Regions from separate parts of the Mus musculus genome. Here region 1 is linked to region 2. The links are chromatin contacts, called in public promoter capture Hi-C maps. All regions are on one chromosome and are shown on one strand. Each heading gives the region's core, a stretch centred on a gene start, on an enhancer-like site or on the middle of the called end of the contact. The rest is flanking DNA. Distances are from core to core; before and after follow the strand shown.

Region 1 (4,805 bases), core at 545-3,044, 75 kb after region 2:
AAAGATAAGAGAAGCTAAGTACTGTGCCGTCTTTGTCATCGACTTAGAAGAGGCAAAATTGAGATTTGAACTCAGGTTTATTTGACTCTTCAGTCTCAGCTCACAATGGCAGTACAGTCTAAAAAAAAAAAAAATCACAGGATCAATTTCCTCTGAGGTATATAGCAGCATGTGTAATGATAATTATGACATCGAAAAGAATTCTATGCAGAAAAATGAATTTTCCAGACAAATCTGACTTTATAGGCCTGCTCTAATATTGTCTTGTATAAAGAGGGCCAGATCACCTCAGGGTGTCTGCTTTGTGTCTGGTTTTCCTTCATCTTTAATGGTGGGCAAATCTAGTACATTATGGAAGCCCACTTTTTTTTTCCTCAAGAGATATAGATGCCTCTTAAAAATTTGATGAAAATGCATTAACTTTTCAAGCTACTGAGCTGCATTTTAGTTCACTGAGGCAGTAAATTGGGTGTATACTGTACAGGAATGGTGGTGACCTAAAAATAAATATTTGATACAAGCCACCATAGTCTCTTGGGGTGTGTGTAAGGGGAGTAATGAATTAAAATTCTAAAGACTCCTCAGCTTCCCAAACAGGAGGAGGAACTCTGTGGCCTGGAAGCGTCCTCTGTCCCTGCTGCTGTGTTTGTTCAGCTCTTTAAGAGTTCACCCCATTCGATCTTGTGGCTCCTAAAGCCAAGGGTGAAAGTTTGATCCTTGCAGAGGCCACTTAAATTCAGAGAACAAAAAGCACCATTCTCTGCCCTAGACTCTAGCCCAGATCCCTGCCAGGTGTCTGCCCTCTGGTCAAAATGAGACGCTGGCAAAGGGGTGCTAGCCTGTGACAGTATGGGAACGCAACAAAGGACACCCCTCTACATGCGACTTGCTCTTTGTGTGCTCACGGGACCTGACATCATTCACAGAGAACACAGATTGCACTTTACTGTCAGCCCTGGAAGTCTGAGTCAAACTGAAATAATGCTCCAGCGCTACTTACAAAAATCCATTATCTACTCGGCCTAAGTACAGAGCCTGGCCTCCTCGCTGACAGGATTCTGTTGGCAATCAAAAAAAAAAAAAAAAAAAAAAGCAACACTCAGTCTTTAGTCTGTATCTCTGTAATAGAAAATAGCAATACTTATAAGCTGAAATCAAGCACAGGTTTTATGTTAGTCAAAGCCATTAAGCTATCAAAAGTAAACCCATGTACACAGAAACGTCCCAGGACTGGTTTGTAATATGTCCTGACAAATAAGCCATGAAAACAAGCTCCTCAAATTACTGATGCAACTTTTTAGCAGGGTCACAAACTCAGCTTTCTTTAAATTAAGTCAGCTCTTCCTAGTTTTTACTTCTCTAATTACCCAGCACTTAACGCATATTTTTTCCCTCAAATATTTGTTTTAGTAACAAAACAGCACTCCAAGTCTTAAAGGATTAACATTTTCTATTTTAAACACAAAATCTAAATTAAAAATTACTAACTTAAATGATAGCAAGAGTTTTACAGAGATTAATAAGCTTTAAGTACAGTTTATATTAGTACACAGACTTCAATTTATCAAATGTCACATATATCTTTCATGATTTGGGGATTTATTTCATTTATGAAGTAGTCAAATGAATCAGCTTGCCCTCGACTGTAACAAAATACTGCTTGGTGACTTGTGACAGACAGGGTTTTAACCTCTGACAGCGAGATTCATTGTGGAGCAGGAGCCAATCATAGATCCTGACGACACTTGTCTCCTCTAAGTTGGAATATAAAAAGCCACTTGGAATACAGTATACAGGACTCCCTGGCGTGGCAGGTTGTCTCTCGGACGGTACATGCACTAATATTTCACTTGGCATTACTCAAAAGCAAAAAGAAGAAATAAGAACAAGGGAAAAAAAAAGATTGTGCTGATTTTTAAAATGATGCAAAAACTGCAAATGTATGTTTATATTTACCTGTTCATGCTGATTGCTGCTGGCCCAGTGGATCTAAATGAGGGCAGTGAGAGAGAAGAAAATGTGGAAAAAGAGGGGCTGTGTAATGCATGTGCGTGGAGACAAAACACGAGGTACTCCAGAATAGAAGCCATAAAAATTCAAATCCTCAGTAAGCTGCGCCTGGAAACAGCTCCTAACATCAGCAAAGATGCTATAAGACAACTTCTGCCAAGAGCGCCTCCACTCCGGGAACTGATCGATCAGTACGACGTCCAGAGGGATGACAGCAGTGATGGCTCTTTGGAAGATGACGATTATCACGCTACCACGGAAACAATCATTACCATGCCTACAGAGTGTAAGTATATCTGTTAAAGTATATCAACAGTTCTGCTGACTGCTGTCCTAGTGTTTATGAGAAACAGATCTATTTTCAGGCTTTTAACAAGCTGTTGGCTTATATGTAAGTAGCAGAGAAAGGAGATTTTTTTTTCCCCAAGATTTCCTGAGAAACATACCGACAATGAAATCTGTCTTGCTTGTTTCCTGGCAGTGCCAAATAGCTCAAAGTTAATATGCTGGCTCAGCTTTAATAGTATTTAATTTTATGCGGAAAATGTAGAATGCTTGTGTGTTCAGAGTCTCACACTATAATGTAAGGACTGTGAGATTCTATAGGCAGTGTTAAAGCATGAGAAATTTACAATTACATTTGTCTAAAATGTGCACTAGTTTCCCCCTGACTCACACTAAAGAGAGATCTCTGCTGGATGTTTATTTGAACACTGTTCCACAGTTAGAGTGCTTTCTGTTATTTAAAACTGTCAGTCTCAGAGCTTCTATGCTCTTGACAAGCTAGAATATTAATTGTGAAAGCTACTGCACTGGAAAGTTAAAGAAGTTAAATATTAAATGCATTATCATGAGCCACGATGAAGCAGGCATAGCAAAATAATACTCAGGACCGAGTATCAGAAAACACTCAGGAAATGAGCATTAACTGGGAGGTCATGGTGTGAAATGCTCCTGTGCCCCTTCATAGCACCGCACTGAGAGCGTCCTGGCTGTGAGCGTCCAGGCAGGAACAGTGATCGGTAACCCTCTAAAAGATTTAATTCTTTATGAGAGGGAGGGTGAGGACCGTTACCTATAACTGCCACATTGCTTCTGGGAGATAATACATTTCAGGCAGTTCCTGTTTGAGTTCTCCGAAAAGCAAGTCAGGTAGCCTTAGAGAGCAGGCAGAACACGAAAGATTTCTGTGCCATGTGTCTGAGATCTTGCTTTAATACCATGCTTTAAACACTTAAAACCAGACATGACACAGTTTCAAACCAGCCCTTTCCTAAGCGGTCAGGTTACGATACAGCAGATAATTTTCATTTATGACTCTTGGATCAAACAGTTCAGGAAAAAGTCTCCCTTATTTACATGGGGTTTGGAAAAGCAATTGTTAGTGCTGAACTTGCAGTGAGAGGCTGGCCCCAAGGCCACTGCTTTCTGATTTTTTAGATAGCTTGAGCATGACCTCTGAGGTTTTTGCTAATTAAGTTTTTGTTGTTCCTTGGAATAGCTCTTCCAGAGCCCAAGTGTCACAGATGTATTATATTGTTTGCCATTTCTGAGGTTGGTTAAATCGCTCCCTGTGTCTTGTCTCCAGGTAATTGAGGCCTGGGGGAAGGGTTCCTTCCTCCAGACTGACTGGTACAGCTGCTCAGTGAGTGTAACTGCTCAGATTCCCAAAGAATTCTAAGTGGACGTTCCGGCACGCTGTCTCTTAGTCTCTAATCATCATCACTTGAAAATTTCATGTGCTGTTCATTCTTTTACAAAATATCCCTTAGCCCAGAGTTCTCTGGAAGGGGAGTAGAATCTACATAAACAGGTGAAAATACAGATGTCAAAAAAAAAAATTCTGAAAAGCTAGAGCAACTATTTTCTCTGATGTTTCTTCTGAACTATGAATGAAGTTCCACATAATATTTTATTTTAAAAGACCACATACGTACACACTACCCCAACAGCTGATGTTAAGGAGTGAGTTTATTTGTGTTTTGATGGGGCCTGATGTCAGTCATTTTCTTCTTATTCCTTTGTAGCTGACTTTCTAATGCAAGCGGATGGCAAGCCCAAATGTTGCTTTTTTAAATTTAGCTCTAAAATACAGTACAACAAAGTAGTAAAAGCCCAACTGTGGATATATCTCAGACCCGTCAAGACTCCTACAACAGTGTTTGTGCAAATCCTGAGACTCATCAAACCCATGAAAGACGGTACAAGGTATACTGGAATCCGATCTCTGAAACTTGACATGAGCCCAGGCACTGGTATTTGGCAGAGTATTGATGTGAAGACAGTGTTGCAAAATTGGCTCAAACAGCCTGAATCCAACTTAGGCATTGAAATCAAAGCTTTGGATGAGAATGGCCATGATCTTGCTGTAACCTTCCCAGGACCAGGAGAAGATGGGCTGGTAAGTGATAACTGAAAATAACATTCTAGCAACCGTGTTACATTTTTATTCCTGACATGAATGATAATAGTGAAAAAGAAATACTATTTCCTATGCTCATAAGCCAGACAAAGTATCTTACTCCAAAGGTAGGTGTGTACCCAAAACAGTACACACCTACCTTTGGTGTGTCAATCTCATGTCCCATGAGGGACATGAACCCCTTGGTGTTCTTACTTAGCATGAAGACCAAAAACCAATTACATCATGTTCCTAATTCCACAAGGAGGTCCTTACTAGGAATTAGATGTAATGTCCTTTTCATTGTAAGTCACATAATTATGTATAAACTATGAAGTCTCTATGTAACTGTAGATTCTGGTTTCTACCCAACAAATTAAAACCTTTCCTTCCC
Region 2 (5,165 bases), core at 879-3,378:
GGCCCTCCACATAAAACCAGATACACTGAATCTAATAGAAGAGAAAGTGGGGAAAAGTCTCAAACACATGGGCACAGGGGAAAAAACATTCCTGAACTTTGGAATCTCCAACGGCTTATGCTCTTATTGACATCAACAATCTACAAATGGGACCACATAAAATTGCAAATCTTCTGTAAGGCAAAGGACACTGTCAATAGGACAAAACAGCAACCAACAGTTTGGGAAAAGATCTTTACCAGTGTCATATCCGATGGAGGGGCTAATATCCAATATATACAAAGAACTCAAGAAGTTCGACTCCAGGGAACCAAATAACCCTATTAAAAATGGGGAACAGAGCTAAACAGAGAATTCTCAACTGAGGAAACTCAAAGGACTGAGAAGCACCTAAAGAAATGTTCAACATCCTTTGTCATCAGGGAAATGCAAACCAAAACAATCCTGAGATGCCACCTCACACCAGTCAGAATGGCTAAGATGAAAAACTCAGGTGACAGCAGGTACTGGCAAGGATGTGGAGAAAGAGGTGGTGCTGGTGGGATTGCAAACTGGTACAACCACTCTGGAAATCAGTCTGGCAGTTCCTCAGAAAACTTGACATAATATTTTCTGAGGATCTAGCTATACCACTCCTGGGCATATACCCAGAAGATGCTCCAACATGTAATAAGGACACATGCTCTACTATGTTTATAACAGCTATATTTATAATACCCAGAAGCTGTTAAGAACCCAGATGTCCTTCAACAGAGCAATGGACACAGAAAATGTGATACATTTATACAATGGAGTACTACTACTCAGCTATTAAAAACAATGACTTCATGAAAAATTTTAAGCAAATGGATAGAACTTGAAAATATCAACCTGAGTGAAGTAACTCTGTCACAAAAGAACACATGTGGTATGTAATATCCACTGATTAGTGGATATTAACCCAAAAGCTGGGAATACCAAAGATTCTAAGAAGAACAAAGACCAAAATGTGGATGCTTCATTGCCTTTTAGAAGGGTGAACAAAATACTCACAGGAGGAAATATGGAAACAAAGTGTGGAGACTGAAGGAAAGGCCATCCAGAGACTGCCCCACCTGGGAATCCATCCCATATAAATCCACCAAACTGGGACGCTACTATGAATGCCAGGAAGTGCTTGCTGATGGAAGTCTGATATTTCTGTCCCCTGAGAGGTTCTGACAGAGCCTGACAAATACAGACGTGGATGCTTGAAGCCAACTATTGGAGTGAGCTCTGGGGTCCCTGATGGAGGTGTTGGAAAAGGGACTGACGGAGCTGCAGGGATTTGCAGCCCCATGGAGGGAGCAACAGTGTCAATAGGGCAGACCCCCTAGAGCTCCCGGAGACTGGACCACCAACCAAAGAATACACGTGGAGCAACCCATGGCACTGGACACATATGTGGCAGAGGATGGCCTTGTTGGATATCAGTGGGAGGAGAGGCCCTTGGGCCTTGAGAGTGTTCGATGCCCCAGTGTAGGGGAATGCCAGGGCAGGAGGACTGGAGTGGGTGGGTGTGGGGGTGAACACTCTTGTAGAAGCAGGGGAAAAGGGGTGGGAAGGGGGAGTTCCAAAGGGAAGACTTGCCTGAAAAGTGGAAAGCATTTGAAATTTAAATAAAGAAAACATCGAATCAAAAAAACAGTTAAGGGGAACGGTGAGAAACAAAATAAGATCTTACAAGCTGCACAATGGTTTGTAAAATCTTTGTGTCTTGGGGTAAGTCACTTAACTTCGCTTGGTTTTAGATGGTCTAAAATTTGGTCCAAGGAACTGCCTCATGCTTCGCCCCCAATATCCCAAGGCCCCCAAACCCAGCTGGTTCTAAAAAGACAAACATGGACGAGGATGTAGAACAGGGCCCTGGGAAGGACATTAGCAGTCAGAGAGAACATCTCTCAAGCTAGATGGGAAGCCATACTGTCTGCAGGCAGGGCACTGAGGAGGAGGAAGCCCAGAGAGCAAGTGTTTCCAGCTCCAAGGTCTCCTCTAGGGGCGAGTCTGGTCTACTAGACTATTTATGGAGATGCTCTCCGGACCTAGTTAGCCCACAGGCTCTTTAGAATATCGGTGATTACACAGCACACAGCTCCCTGCCTCCTCATTTGCTTGTCAGCTTCTGTTTCTTGCTCACAGGATGGCTCTGTTCTCTTTTCTGACAGATGCTGCACCCTACCGAGTACTAAAATTAGAATATCCTATATATATATATATGAATCACCTCTCCTCTCATGACCTTAGAACAGCCTTTTGTTGTTCATATTGAAAACGGATTGTTTTAAAGAAAAAAGTCTAAAAAACCTGAAATGGGCTTTTATATTTAAAGAGGACAATTTAGTTGCTGGCATATAGCAAGTATTTACTGGCTTTTAAAAACGTGTTGATGGCTGGACATGAGTGTGTCAGTCAAACAGGTCATAAAGATACTCAAAATAATTTCCATTTTCTATATCAGTGTATAAAGATATTTAAAATTCATTTTTATTTTGTCTATATATTTTTTAATTATAAAAAATAATTTATGGATTCAATTTCCAATGGAAAAATTTCAGCATAAAAGAAGGGAAACTATAGCTTTTCACTATACAGCCTCACACTCGAGCAAAGAGTTAACTGTTACTCTGAAATTAATAGACTAATTAAATTACAAGATATGTAAAACAGTGCTCTACAGCTCTTACAGAACAAGACAAATGCACATACTGATTTATACCAAAGCAAAACCCATGCCAGTTAAGATAGATGCAGATTGATTCCATAAGTAGCACATACCAACTGCAGAACATTATGAGAAACCGGACTGCCACTGTGATGACTGATGCAGATATCCTTGTGTCCTTAGGTTAAAAGATGAATGCCCATGTTCAGAAACAGAACTGCATATATGCCAGCTCTTTTCGGCACAACTCTAGGAGATGTCATGCATAAACACCAGCATCCACCGAGTGGCATGCCCACAAGATGTGGATGGAAATATTGAAAAGCTACAGCTAGTCTTAGGATGGGCTTGCCAAGCTTCAGTGCTTATGTTATTAGAACACTTGCTTTGCTGTGTGAGTTTATACTGAGGTCTTAGCTTATTTGGCTTGTTTTGCAGCACATGTATCACAAAACCTGTGTGCATGGAGTATGTGAGTGCATATATGTATCCTGTAAATATATTTATATATTTAGCAATATATAAAAAAACTAGGTATCTGTGACAGGTAATGTGTGTATTAGTGACTGTAGTACAACTGAGGCACTCTCTAAAGCCATGTGAGAATCATAACTATGCATTATTTGTACAGTTGAAATATCCTAACTCCCACAGGTTTCTAGGTCACATGGCCAATCCCAGCAGAGGCAGCATGGGGGAACTCCAGAGCCATCTCATGACACCCTCCACATTTTAACTCCTTAGTTCCTTTCTTGGATAAGGACAACAGATTACACACAGATTCTATAGTTTCAGAATATACTTATATACATCATATATATATATATATATATATATATATATATATATATATATATATGATCAATTCATCTGTAACTAAATAACCACTTTGACTATTACCAGGCTTAATTTCACGTAAAATATTTTCTGTACATTTTAAGCACTTTATGTTTTTTAGACCAATCGGCTATTTGTGGGTGGGGAGCGATCTCAGAAGATTTGGTACTTTTTGGCATCTCAGTGGATTTGGTTCATTTTTTGGCATCTGGGTGGATCACACTCCTGCCGAGGCCAGTCAATCATGGTCTAAAACCTCCAGCGCTGTATGTCTAGTAAATTCTCTTTCATTATAAGTTGATGATTCCAGGGTATTTGTTACAGTGACTGAAGTTCCAGTGGGGGTATGTCTTCTTCAGAAGAGAAATAGAATCCCAATTGCATGGGAGTCTTAGAGAACATTATTCGGGATGTCTGCACTCCTTTTCAAGTAAAGCTTGGAAAAAATACAAGCCAGGGAAAATGCCAGGGTCTCACCACCCTCCTCACAGGGCATGCTCCCAGTGACCTAACGACACCTCACTGGGCTGGGTCTGTTAAAGCTCCTCCCTAGAAACCAAGTCCTTAATACATAGTTTAGATCTAAACTGAGCACGATGAAGCTGCTTACCCACACTGAGAAGCAGAACTTCCTTCTTCGAAAGAGAAAACTGTATTCTGCACTTCAGACTGACCACTGCCTCCTCATTTTTCCACTGTGAATGTTACTTGAACTGTTCTCCGAAGTTTTGATAAGTTTTCTTGCTGTTTTACATAAATATATGTGCACAAACTCTATATCTTAGGTATTTGCTTTTAAAAAATTTCTCATAAAGTAATTGGCTGTTAAATGAAGCCTTCATGTATCACATGCAACAATCTCCCTTGCTCTCAGCAGTGTGTAGACCTGTGGCCTCCCAGGCCTGTGGGGGAGAGTCCAGAGAAGGGAAAGTTAAAACAAGGCTGGGTGGTAGAGGCTTTAATCACAGCACTCAAGAAGCAAAGGTAGACTGATTTCTGTGAGTTCAAGGCCTTCCTGGACTAAGGAACTAGTTCTAGGACAGCCAGGGCTCCACAGAGAAACCCCATCTCAGAAAAAAAAAAAAAAAAAGGTTAACAAAAGTATTTCCGGTACAATCTTAGAAAAATACAAGTGGATTTACAAGCAACTTCTCTGGAATGGATTCAGATTAGGTTTACACAGATGTTCTACTACTTGAACGTAATCTCTTCTTACAGATCTCCAGTGGCTGAAGTGACCTGGTATCATTTCATATGTACTTTAGTGTGAGAGCGCAGTCTGCATAGTGCTAGGGTGTTTGACATCTCTGCAGTATGTACAAATACTCATCTTGTCCAAGACTCATTGGCACAAACACACTGCTCTTCGCTCTGGCTTGAGGCTCTGGGTAGTAATCTGGGGACATGGGGCTGAAGGGTGAAACAGGATGAAGCTAGAGGAAGGCGTTCTGAGGTTAAGAACAACAAATTTCCCTGGAACTCGGGGCCTCTGTCATGGACGACTGGACACATAGGCATTCTGCATAAACCAGTGAAGTCACTTGCGACCAAGCTTGACCTGAGAACCATGGAGTCTCAGATGGCTTAATCCCCACACCACTAAGGGCACTGGTTGCGAACAATCATATATATTTCCAATCTGAAAAAG

Evidence for each region. Promoter capture Hi-C pulls out the DNA fragments that hold promoters and counts their contacts.
Region 1: a contact with region 2 is called in a promoter capture Hi-C map of hippocampal neurons, with 2.0 times the contacts expected there. The contact joins the promoter of Mstn here to the enhancer-like site in region 2. A contact is called at or near these places in 12 of 39 promoter capture datasets (the 3T3-L1 cell line, 3T3-L1-derived adipocytes, the HPC-7 cell line and 7 more) and 2 of 9 other capture datasets (adipose tissue and liver).

What each region holds. Positions count from the first base shown.
Region 1 is chr1:53,059,846-53,064,650 of GRCm38.p6, forward strand. It overlaps Mstn (myostatin), which reads left to right and starts at 1,795. Exons shown (of 3, transcript NM_010834.3): 1 at 1,795-2,296; 2 at 4,038-4,411. The coding sequence starts at 1,921.
Region 2 is chr1:52,984,778-52,989,942 of GRCm38.p6, forward strand. It overlaps a transcript of 1700019D03Rik not described here. Among named protein-coding and RNA genes, the nearest start is that of 1700019D03Rik, 35 kb to the left of the region's middle. Within about 2 kb of position 2,129, at least 20 of the 459 cell types and tissues checked have an H3K27ac peak or open chromatin away from gene starts, as enhancers often do. A contact at or near this core is called in hippocampal neurons, where this site is marked.